2 separate regions of the Sus scrofa genome follow, and region 1 is linked to region 2. Evidence: chromatin contacts called from public HiChIP or PLAC-seq data. All regions are on one chromosome and are shown on one strand. The core of a region is the stretch at or near the end of the contact, and the rest is flanking DNA. Distances in the headings are between cores, read along the strand shown.

Region 1 (5,961 bases), core at 2,708-5,207, 340 kb after region 2:
TTTGCTTCCAGACATCTATGGACCTTCCAGAATTACAGCATGAATTTTATCTTTCTAAGGAGAGGAAATGTAGCTTTTATCAGATGATCAAATGAATTCAAGATTCATAGCACTTTTAGAATCAGTTAATCAAACTATCCCTCAAGCACTAAAATCCTATGATTCTAAAATCTTAAAATCTATTTTAACTTTAGTTCATCAGAATTTCATTGACAAAGTTTTGTCTCCAAAGCATTTCCAAGAGCCTTTTTATTTATCCAATCATCCAAGTGAATTAGATAACACTATTAAAATAGTTTTTAAAATAAATTATTGTGTAAATGTGAAGTATTATTAATAACCTATTAGGAATTATTATTTTATTGTATTTGATATATTTTATTATATCTATCTGCATTTGGTATATAGTGACAATGTTTTCAATCATAGCTGTACCTTCAATTCATATGCTTACTGAATATTGCAATGGTATTTTTATTTCCATTTTTTTTCTCTTATTGATTTATAATGACAAGGCTGGTGAAGCTCACAGATCCTCCATAATCTGTTCACTGGTGTGCAAATGCTTTGGTACTAAAGGAAACCAGAATGTGTCACCCTGGAACATGTCACTTTGGCATACTGATTTTTCTTTTGGCCACACCTGTGGCATGCAGGAGTTCCTGGGCCAGGGACTGAACTCGTGCCACAGCAGTGACCTGAGCCATAGCAATGACAACATCAGATCTTTAACCCACTGAGCCACCACAGAACTTCTGGCATACTGATTTTTTTTTTTTTTTAATTAAAGGTACTTAGGAAATAGCAGGTACAAGAAAGACACTCTTCTTTCCCTTTCTGAAACTTCCATGTTCAAAGGTGCCCTCTCTGTACCAGGAGGAAAGGAGACATTTTATCAGCCCAGAAACGGCACCAGAGGAATCAGCAAACAAATCTCACTCCACTCGTTTCCTCCTGAATATTTACCTTTCCACAGTCTGCACCCTTGGAAGCCTAAACCTGCTTTCCTTTGGCCTGTGTACAGGACTCTACACATTTCTTGTTCTTGGTTGAAGATGCTCTAGAAGCTGGAATTCTGAGCCACCCTTTTGAATGACTTTTGGTTTAGGTTTCTCCCCACAATGTGGGCTGGCACATCAATAAAGTGCTTTTTCTCTTGCTCATCCGTCTTTTCGTTAGGGTCCCAGCGGAAAACCTACAATGGGTAGAGGTAATGGTTTGCCTCTCTGATAGAACCAAAACTAAAGAGGAGTCAAGAGATAGAAAGGGACCCAAAATAGGGCTGTTTCTATACCTCTAAGAGAAAGACACACTAGGGATTTTTAAGAGGAAGTGGCAGTGTGGAGACAGGAAAAAGCATTTCTGAGTCATGTTGCTTAGACTGTTGTGTACAGGTCAGGAACTGTCAGCCAACTGCACTTCCTAGGTTATGAGTTCCTTGATGGCAAAAAAAATTCTAATTTATCTAATGATGCTTAAAACTGGGCTTTATACACAGGAAGTATTAGTGTTTGTTAAATTGCAATGTTTGTCAGAATGCCCAATGGTTGATAATAAACTAAGACCTAGATGTAACCTAAGTGCCCATCAAGAGGGGACTGGTTGCAGCAGAAACGGGCACAACATTGTAAATCAACTATACATTTTAATTTTAAAAAAGAGGGGATTGGCTAAAGTGATACTTTCAAACTCATAATAATGAAGTTTGTTCACATGTGCTATTATAAAATGATCTCCAGAGTATACTATTAAGTGAAAAAAATAACATGTAGAATATCCCAAATGATATACAAAGTAAACATGGAGATCTTACATATACTATTTGGAAGGCTACAGGAGTCTATTGATGGGGAATGCTTCTAGGGTACAGGCCCAAGTGTTACAGGTGGATAGAGAATTGTTTTTTACTGTATAATTTTTATCCTTTTTGGATCTTTTAATTTATGAAATCATTCATTCTTTCATTTAAAATCTTTTAAGAGGAGCATTATGGGAAACAATTCGGTATCACCATATGTTCAGTTCTTTCACACACCTTACCACATTTAATGTAAACAACACCTCATCTTATGGATGAGGAAACCGAGGTTCAGAGGCTGCAAATAACTTGCACAATGTCACACAGCTTAACAGGAAATAGCCTATCCAGCGCTGGACTCAAATCCTTAAGCTCCACAGTCAATGATGCTTTTCTCACAATTCTTCAAGACTAAGTGCATATGGATACAAATCCATGGTACATCTTAACATCGTTCTGTCTGTTTAATTCACTGCTCAAGAATGTTGCTTCTACTACAGAGGTCAGGCTGAGCTTAAAATCACTGCACAGGAGTTCCCGTCGTGGCGCAGTGGTTAACGAATCCGACTAGGAACCATGAGGTTGCGGGTTCAGTCCCTTCCCTTGCTCAGTGGGTTAAGGATCCGGCGTTGCCGTGAGCTGTGGTGTAGGTTGCAGACGCGGCTCGGATCCTGCGTTGCTGTGGCTCTGGCGTAGGCTGGTGGCTACAGTTCCGATTAGACCCCTAGCCTGGGAACCTCCATATGCCGCGGGAGCGGCCCAAGAAATAGCAACAACAACAACAACAAAAGACAAAAAGACAAAAAAAGACAAAAAAAAAAAAAAAAATCACTGCACAGTATCTTCCATAAACCTCTTCCTCTTTCTAGCACTTCTAAGTCTTTCCTGGGGGACCCAAGTTCTTCCTTTAGTCAGCTCTTATCCCTTGCTTTAACAACGTGGGTCACATCTTTATATCCACCCCCATTTCCAGTTTCTACATTATTTCTATTGCCCCAGCTCTAACAAGGTCCTGAACCCCTGATCTGCCATCTCAGCTCACCCATGCTACTACATTCACTCTTCCTCGCCAGTATTTGTCTTTTTACCCTGAACTCTAACTTCAAAATAGTTCCACTTCTTTTTTCTAAATACTACATTATCTGTCCCTTATTCGATATAACTTCCCATACTCCAACTTTTGTTTTGTTTTGGGGCCTCGTCTGTGACATATGGAAGTTCCCGGGCCAGGGATCAAACGCCTGACATAGCAGTGACCCAAGGCCACAGCAGTGACAACGCCAGATTTTTAACCCCTCAGACACCAGGAAACTCCTCCGAAAGTGTATTTTTTCCAATCACATTTTTAAATCCCTGAAATAATTGACCTCTGAGTCAAAGAATTCTTTATCTTCCACTGATCTCGGCTATTTTTATTTTTTATGCCAACACAAGTATTTTAAGATTTTTGTACATTATCTATTCTATGATTTTACCACGCATTTTAATTTTTTTTTTATGGCTGTGCCCACAGAATGTGGAAATGTCCCAGCCGGGGATCCAACCTGAAGCCACAGCAGCCACCAGAGTCACTGCAGAGACAACACAGGATTGTCAAACCATTGTGCCACAAGGGAACTCCAGGTTTACCATACGCGTTAACAGCAACTAGACTCTCTTTCTCCAACATTAAAATAATAGATAACATACCTCAAAAATACTGTTTTAAAAAAAAAACTAACACTTGTAACCTGATGGTCAGTAAGTAGTATGCACAGTGGCTAGAAGCATGGCTCTGAAATGAGTTAAATGTGGGTTTGAGTCCTAGTTCTGTCAATTAGTAACTACGCACTTGGAAAATTTCCTTAACCACATCTACTTTCTCATTTGTAAAAGGAAGATAACTGAACTTTCTTGATAGGTTTTTTTACAGTAATTGTGTGAGATACCGCAAGTACTTGCGATATTCGTGAGTTCAACAAGTGCTAAATAAATGCCCCTCTTCACATCCTTATCAGCTCTCTATCACCTTGCCAAAGGCATCTTTCTCTTCCCAGCCTCCACTCCGCTTACCTTTCAGCCTCTTCAAGAAGTCCAACAAAATTAATCTCATCATGCTCTTACATTAAGAAGTTCATAAAGGAGTTTTCCTGTGGGGCAGTGAGTTAAAGATATGGCATTGCCACTGCAGCAGCTTGGGTCGCTGCTGTCACCTGGGTTAGATCCCTGGCCTGGGAACTAATTCCACATGCCTCAGGTGTGGCAAGAAGACAAAACAAACAAACAAACAAACAAACAAACAAACAAAGAGTTCATAGGAAAAATACCAAAGGGACATCCTCTGGCATACTATATTTTATGCTGTACTCTTTGTAGTGGGTGAAAAAATTCCCCCTAAATCATAAAGCTCTTGGTTCTGATCTCAAAGAGCTAACCCAATTTTTTACAAACAATGAAAATCTTTTTGTACTGCATTAAAATTCCCTAAAAAAATCTGCCCGGTGTTCATTTACATTAATTATAGTGTGATTGCTTATAGCTATGCCTGAGAATATATTCCAGGCTCAAGTTCTATTTTTGGACAGCTGCTCTGAGGATCATCTGACACCTGTTTAGCAGCTGGAATAGTTAAGTACCATAGTGCTTTTTAAATAGCAGACAAGCCAACCACAAAGACATCTTTTAAACAAGGGGGTTTTGTACTGAAGATCATGATCTGAATTCTTTCAATGCTACATTAATAAAAGCATAGTAAGATCCAAGATATGATCCAAGCAAAATCAGATGGAGAAAAGAGTAGATTTGCCTAACGACAAACAAAAAGAAAAATTACTTCCTTACCTCTCCACCTCAACACTGTGTGTGCAGATCCTAGACACTTCATTTGTTGGCAGATCCCAGAATTGAGAAAGAATGGACCTGAAATAAAGTCACATTGGAATGGAGAAGGAAAGTTTTTTGTTGTTGTTGTTGTTGTTTTTTCTTTTCAGGGCTGCACCTGCGACATATGGAAGTTCCCAGGCAGGGGCTGAACTGGAGCTACAGCTGTCAGGCTATACCACAGCCACAGAAAGGTGGGATCCCAGCCATGCCTGCGACCTACACCACAACTCACAGCAACGCCAGATCCTTAGCCCACTGAATGAGGCCAGGGATCAAACCAGCATCCTCATGGATATTAGCCGGGTTCATAACCCACTGAGCCGCAATGGGAACTCCAGAGAAGGGAAATTTTGAATAATATACCAAGGTAGCTTGTAAACTGGCAAGAATCTTCAGAGATTTCCCTGAGTCTAGTCTAACTTCAATACCATTTTTACTTCTGTTTTACAGAACAGGAAACTGAGGCTGAGAATGTTAATGTGACGGCCCCAACATGCAGTCTAAAGACTATCCAAAGAGGAGTCCCGTTGTGGTGCAGCGGAAATGATCCGACTAGGAACCATAACGTTGCAGGTTCGATCCCTGGCCTCGATCAGTGGGTTAAGGATCTGGCATTGCTGTGAGCTGTGGTGTAGGTCGCAAACGGTTCGGATCTGGTATTGCTACGGCTCTCGTGTAGACCGGTGGCTACAGCTCAGATTCGACCCCTAGCCTGGGACCTCCATGTGCTGCAGATGTGGCCCTAAAAAAACAAAAGACAAAAGAAAAAAAAAGACTATCCAAAGAGTCATGGTAAAGATGAGATTCAACATAATACGAATTTTATTTCTCACTCAGCCCCAAGGTAAATGAACTTAGCTACCTACCCTTGTTTGATAGAGACTGATTTACAAGTAAATATATAACCCAGTATCAAACACATAGAAAAGGGGCATTTTCTTTGGGGGATGATTTATGGAAGAGATTTAGCGGTAATAAAAAGAAAAGCGAGGGAGACCGTATTTCCTTTTGGCTGTGAATGCAATGGTTTGAAGATGCCATTCCTGGAGCTACAACAGCTGTAATGAAACTTTACAGGACAAGCATTAGAAAGAAAAGTCAGCCCATAGGGCTTGAACAGAAAGTTGCAAGGAATGATAGTCACTGAAAGTACTGTTGAACTCTGGCACCCAAGCAGAGGTTTAGACTTCTTACTATTTGAAATCATTAAATGTCTTTAATATTAAAAAACTGATAGTGTGATAATCAAGTATTTTGTGAGTTATGATCAACTGCATTCCTATCTTTTACAGGGCCAGAAA
Region 2 (5,809 bases), core at 2,678-5,177:
TACTATTATTGGAGGGACGCTGGAAGAGACTTGGCAGGGAGGCTGGGTTTGGATGTCAAGTTGGCAGCACACCCTGAGGTCAACGTTACCTTGCACATTTCTCATCTTCCCTACTCTGGTTGCCTTCCCTGCCCATCCCTCCTGGCCCCAGGTGGCTGCTCTGAGGACAGTCTGGTAATTTCATGCAAGAGTAACCTATTCTTTCCCATAATTAGATAGAGTTAGGCACCCCTGGTGAAAACATTTAGAGATTCCTTCTTTTCTCTGAACAATATGATGGTGAGCCTGGAAAATGAGGTTCCCTTTGGTGTTTATTTCTTTTCCTTCCCTTTTTTTTTTTTTTTTTTCTTCTCCCTGCAGCCTCTTCAAGGTACAGCCACCATGAGCTCAACAGGCTGATGATGGAAAAGAAGGGACTGTGTGTTCCAGCTTCCCTGGACGATGGATGGAGGCCAGCCCGTCCCTTCACCCCTGGTGCCCCTTGGGAATGTGTCATCGGATGCTAGCATGTCTCTGGAGCAGAAAACCACGTTCGTTTTTGTGATTTTGTTGTTTATTTTCTTGGGCATCCTTATTGTCAGGTGCTTCAGGATTCTTCTGGATCCATATCGGAGCATGCCAACCTCAACCTGGGCTGACGGACTGGAAGGCCTAGAGAAAGGGCAATTTGACCATGCCCTGGCCTAGCAGGACAGGGGCAGGAGCCTGTCATGAGGAGGAGGAGTGCTTCACGTCTTGGAAAGGGACTCTCTTTAGTCAGTGTTCTCAGCAATTCAAATTTTAACTGTACCTAGTTGGAGGACCACAACTAGTATCAGTAAACATCTGAGGATACTGGAGATGGAGGTTTACATCACTCACCCCAAAGAGGAAGGTTTAAATTTCTGTATTTACTCAATGATTGAAGGCTGCTGAATGTGTATGATGGTGAAACCAAGAGCATCAATAGTGACTTGGTCTAAAATGAAGCCCTCTGGGACCTGACCAGAGAAAAAGACTAGGAAGGACCTGTTCTGACTCTGGTGACAGGACCAAAAGAGGCTTCCTCGCTCTAATTGTGTCTCTCAGTTTGTTTTACTTTCATGGGACTCTGAGTCCTAGGCAGAGAATGAGGAAGCAGTTGCTGAATGGACCCAAAGCAGGTACTTGTTTTCTCCTAAAGTGAAGAGCATTGAGGGTGATGGGAATGCCTAGAAGAGGTTTTTCTGTCCTACCTCTTCTGGAAAATATGAGTGAGGGTGATATCATCTTATATTTCATGTACAACTGAATTCAAAGTCTTATGGATGTTCTAAAACTCTGTACCAAGCCAAGTACATTCTGTATATTCATATCAATAACATGTGTAGAGGTAGCTATACATAATGTGACTTTAACTTTCTTTGCACAATTGATTGAAATAATAGGTTGCAAGTGCTGCTCCAAGCTGGGGTTTTGGTTTTTTTGTTTTGCTTTGTTTTTTGATAAAAAGGTAATTGTTTAGAGAAGACTTTTATAGTCTTAAGAGGCATGTGTGTTTATGGCTGAATATAGAAACCAAATAAAACTTTTCAAGAGACAGAAGTGTCTCCTCTCATTTCAGTGCTCTGGAGGCAGTGTGTTACATCGAATGCTGAGAACTAACTGTTCCGAGAGAGAGAGAACAAGCAAAGACCATGAAAGGTTGTGTAATTCCTCACCTCCCCATTTCAGGAAGGGCTCCCACAGATTGTCCTGACACATAAGACTTATTCTGAGCATTGTTTAAGTCCACCAGAAAGAGACATGTGAAAACCTCTTATGCCAGCTTCTGTATTGGTAGGAAAAACTTGCATCTAAACTTGTTAGGCTGTATTTATAGTCTAGGGCTTCTAATTTTCACCTCAGCTAGCCATCATTTTTTAATGAAAAAAGAAGTCTAAAAATCCGACGGTTCCTAAAAAGGCAGCCCTGCTTTCCTCTCTGTCTCTCTCAATCTGTCTCTTTCTCCCTCTCCTTCTCTCCCTTATTTTTTTTTTTTTAACATTCTTTGGAAGTCTTCTGCCAAGTTTTCAGCCCTCCCCATGTTCCTTCTTGATTTCTGTCATTAAAAAATAATAGCTTTACCAAAATATAATCCACATACCATAACGTTCAGCCTTTTAAAGTGTATAATTCACTAGATTTTAGCATAATCACTGAATTATGTGACCATCTTTCTAATCCCAGAGTCTGCACCCTCCAGCAGGTCCCTCCTATCCCTCTTCCTCTCAACCCCTTGTAATCTCTAGTCCCCTTTCTGTCTCTATGGATTTGCCCATTCTGGACATTTCATATTAATGGAGTCAAAGAATATGTGGTCTTTGGTGTCTGGCTTCTTTCACTGACCATGTTTTCAAGGTTGGTTCTTCCACGCTGTGGCGTGATAAGTACTCCATTTCTGTGTATGGCCAAATCATATTCTGTGGTTTGTCTATACCGCATTTTTGTTTATTCATCACCCACCATATCCACCGGCCAGTCTGAACAAATATTCTGCTGTGAACATATTTGTACAAGATTTTGGACGGATGTGTGTTTTCAGTTCTCTTGAGTGAATTCCTACAAGTGGATGTGCTGGGCCATATGCTAACTCTATGTTTAACTTTTTGAAGAACTGTGAGACTGTTTCCCAAAGCAGCTGCATTATTTTACATTCTTTCTGGCAATGTATGAAAGTTTTGATTCCTGTCTTAACTCTCTCCAATTCCTCAGATTTCTTCTTTAGCTACAGATTTTGTAGCTGAATACATCACTTCAGGAATGGACCAGAATAAAAAGAGGAATCACCTCATGATTTCTTCATGCTACAAGTTCGTTGATGCCTTCAAAGATCCTTTGCTTCTAGATCTGAAACAAAACACTGACGCTGATCTGTGATCATCCTGGGGTCTATTAATCACCTGAGTATTCTCTTGCCTTACTGTTACATCTTCCTTTAACTCACTAGTTTTAAAGTTTTATTTTCTCTTCAAACATGCTATATGTCATGTGTGTCCTTATTTAATTTTGTCCCTATTTTATTGGGAGTCTATTCAAACATTCAAGTATTTACAGAGCATTGGCTTTGAGCGAGCCTGGCATTTCCAGCACTGAAGATACAGGAAAAACACAGGTTTAGTTTTTGCTCTTGAGTAATTTTCTACCTTGTAGGAGAGCCGAGAAATGAAGGAAGGCGTGTATCTGAATCATGGTTCAAATGACTCTGGGAACCTATCATTCCCACACCATCAGAATCATCTGGGAGTTTAATATATATATATAAAGAAAAACATAAAGTAAATAGCAGTAGGAAAATTTCTGCCTCTTTAGTTTGCTCTGTCTACTCAGTTTCACTTGCAGAGCTGGTTGAAAATGTAGATTCCTACAGCCTTCCATCCCTGGAAGTTGATTCTGCAGAGATGGGTCAGAGACAGAATACGGGAGAGGTGTGGGCCAAGACAGTCAAGCCAATGTCCCAGGAAACAGCGGCTCAGGTGATGATACTCTATGACTAAGTGCTTGGTATGAAACCTTAGGAAATGTAAGTTGATATGAAATAAGTTGTACCTTGACCTAAGAGGTTGGAAGCATTTTCTTTTTATAGCTGCACCTGTGGCATATAGAGGTTCCTAGGCTGGGGGTCAAATCGGAGCTGCACCTGCCAGCCTATGCCATAGGCACACTCACTGCAATACTGGGAACACGTCACATCTATGATCTTGGACTCTGCAGCTTGCTGCAATGCTGGATCCTTAACCCACTGAGCAAGGGGGCCAGGGATCGAACCTGCATCCTCATGGATAATAGTCGGGTTCTTAACCTCCTGCACCATAATGGGAACTCTGAGGACGGAGGCATTTTAGATATGTGCAGAGAAAGAGAGGAGGAAATCAGTAGAAGAGGAAAAGGAGGTGTGGGTGTAAGGCTTATGGGAGGTGAGCAGCCTGACTGGGAAAGATGGCTGCAGGGGTAGTTGGAGCTCCAGACGAAGGACAGGGATGGGTGGAACTGACCATCCGAAGGCCCTGAAAGGCAAAATGAAGGTCCTGTAGATTCTTGAGAAAGAAAACAACCTGAAGAGGGGCTGTCATGCCAGTTTCCGCACCCTTCCTCCTGCCGTGCTAGGACCCATTTCTATAACAGGAACAGACGGAAATAGCCACCTGCCCTCTGAGAGGCCTCTGCGCCCAGGACTGCCAGGAAGTGCCACAGGGCCTCCCAAAGCCTGCTCTTCTTTCTTTCCTCCCCTTCTCTCCCACTCTATTTTTGTTTTTTCCTTCTCAGATTACTGCTCCTTCTTCACTCACTCTCTCTCTGAGTCTCCCATGCCCCATCCATCCCTTATCCAGGGCCAAAGGACCACAACAAGTGAGAAAACAGTTTGGGCTCTTCAGAGTAAACTGACACCCCCTGTGAGAAGTGCTAACTCTGTTTTAATTACTCACAGGCTCCTTGGGGTAAACAGCACATTCTCAAAAGGTCACAGAAGCCCTCTCTTTCCTGGCCTTTTGGCTACAGGAGTTACAGCGCAGCATTTTGCCTACAAGATATTTATAATGAGTGCCACTGCCCTCTATCATGAATATCTGCATCCCAGGATGACAAAAATTACTTGGAAGGTCACTCTAGAAGAAAGCTGACTTTTCATTCAGAAAAAAAAATGTGGCAAGCTCATTCTCAGTCTAGGCTCTGACTGGTTTATGCCCCTGAGGGACCCCAGTTCTGGATCAACACTGCTCCCTCCAAGAGACTTGTTGTTGTTGTTGTTTTTCAATATCTTAAACACGGTAAAGTACGTCTAATATGGGGTTTGAAGGAGATTAACTTGACTCCTGCTGTTAAACTAATGAACATTCCAAGCCAGATCCTGCTTTCACTATTTTTAAGTGTAAAGCTGACACAAAGTAGGCAACCATTTTAGGAGGCAGAAATTAGAGTAGATCCCTACGCATGCAGGAAAAAATATGCATTCAAGTTCCTTTTTTATTGGATTCATCGCATAGTGTTTTCCTGAAACATTGAGGCTTTTATAAATATGTTGATAAATTTTGTGTGATGAGAAATTTTACTTGCCCACTATGAATCATCTAAAAAAAAAAACGTAGAGTTTCAAGAAGATGTCAGCTTTTAGAATTGACATGTAAAACATATCAAAATAGAATTGTTTTCAAAAAATATTTGAAGCTCCAGAGCATTGAATAAATTCTGAGGTGTGATTTGTGAGATCTGAGATGCATGTCTTCTGAGACAAATTATGCAGAGGGGTTTCTCAATTATTGATTAATCACAGAGTTGTAGAGGAGAGAATTATGATCTGCAGAAAAAGTGCTCAAATCTCTGTATGCACACGTGCAATCCGGGACCAAACTGATCCTGGCCAGAAGAGGTTGGTTATTCACTTGTTTTGAGATGCAAAAGAAGGACCCTCTAGACTTTGTGTCTCCTGTTTCTTAAAAGAATAAATGATTTATTTCCAGGCAGGTGTCTACCTCTTCAGAAGCAAGGCCTCCTTGTCCTTACAGCTTGCTCTTGCCCTGAAGAGCCAGCACCCAACACTTCAGCCAGTCTGGGGCCCTCCCCAAGTTCACTGTTTAGACTAGGACTCTCTGATGGATTTAGAATAGAGTCAAAGTTTTATCTCCATTTTTCTGCCATACATTACACTCTTGTCTTGTCACAAAGCACCACAAATCTCCTCTTATCCTTCCATCCCATAGGCTTTCCCAATATCCTGACTGATGTTTCTATGCTTTAGGATAAGACAGATCCCCTAAACCATCTTTCAGAGAGGATTTCCACTTTTTTTCTTCAAAGATTCCCATTATTTTCT

Evidence for each region. HiChIP or PLAC-seq counts read pairs in DNA pulled down with a chosen protein or histone mark.
Region 1: a contact with region 2 is called in an H3K27ac HiChIP or PLAC-seq map of skeletal muscle, with 4 times the contacts expected there. The contact joins two enhancer-like sites. A contact is called at or near these places in 2 of 47 Hi-C or Micro-C datasets (both in skeletal muscle) and 1 of 2 datasets of contacts at active chromatin or transcription factors (skeletal muscle).

Annotation. Positions count from the first base shown.
Region 1 is chr2:130,946,199-130,952,159 of Sscrofa11.1, forward strand. All of the region lies in intron 5 of LOC100516424, which reads right to left. Among named protein-coding and RNA genes, the nearest start is that of SLC12A2, 67 kb to the right of the region's middle. Within about 2 kb of position 3,958, at least 2 of the 83 cell types and tissues checked have an H3K27ac peak or open chromatin away from gene starts, as enhancers often do. A contact at or near this core is called in skeletal muscle, where this site is marked.
Region 2 is chr2:130,604,549-130,610,357 of Sscrofa11.1, forward strand. CTXN3 (cortexin-3) reads left to right here. Exons shown (of 2, transcript XM_005661613.3): 2 at 361-1,563. The coding sequence starts at 442. The coding sequence ends at 687. Among named protein-coding and RNA genes, the nearest start is that of CTXN3, 11 kb to the left of the region's middle. Within about 2 kb of position 3,928, at least 3 of the 83 cell types and tissues checked have an H3K27ac peak or open chromatin away from gene starts, as enhancers often do. A contact at or near this core is called in skeletal muscle, where this site is marked.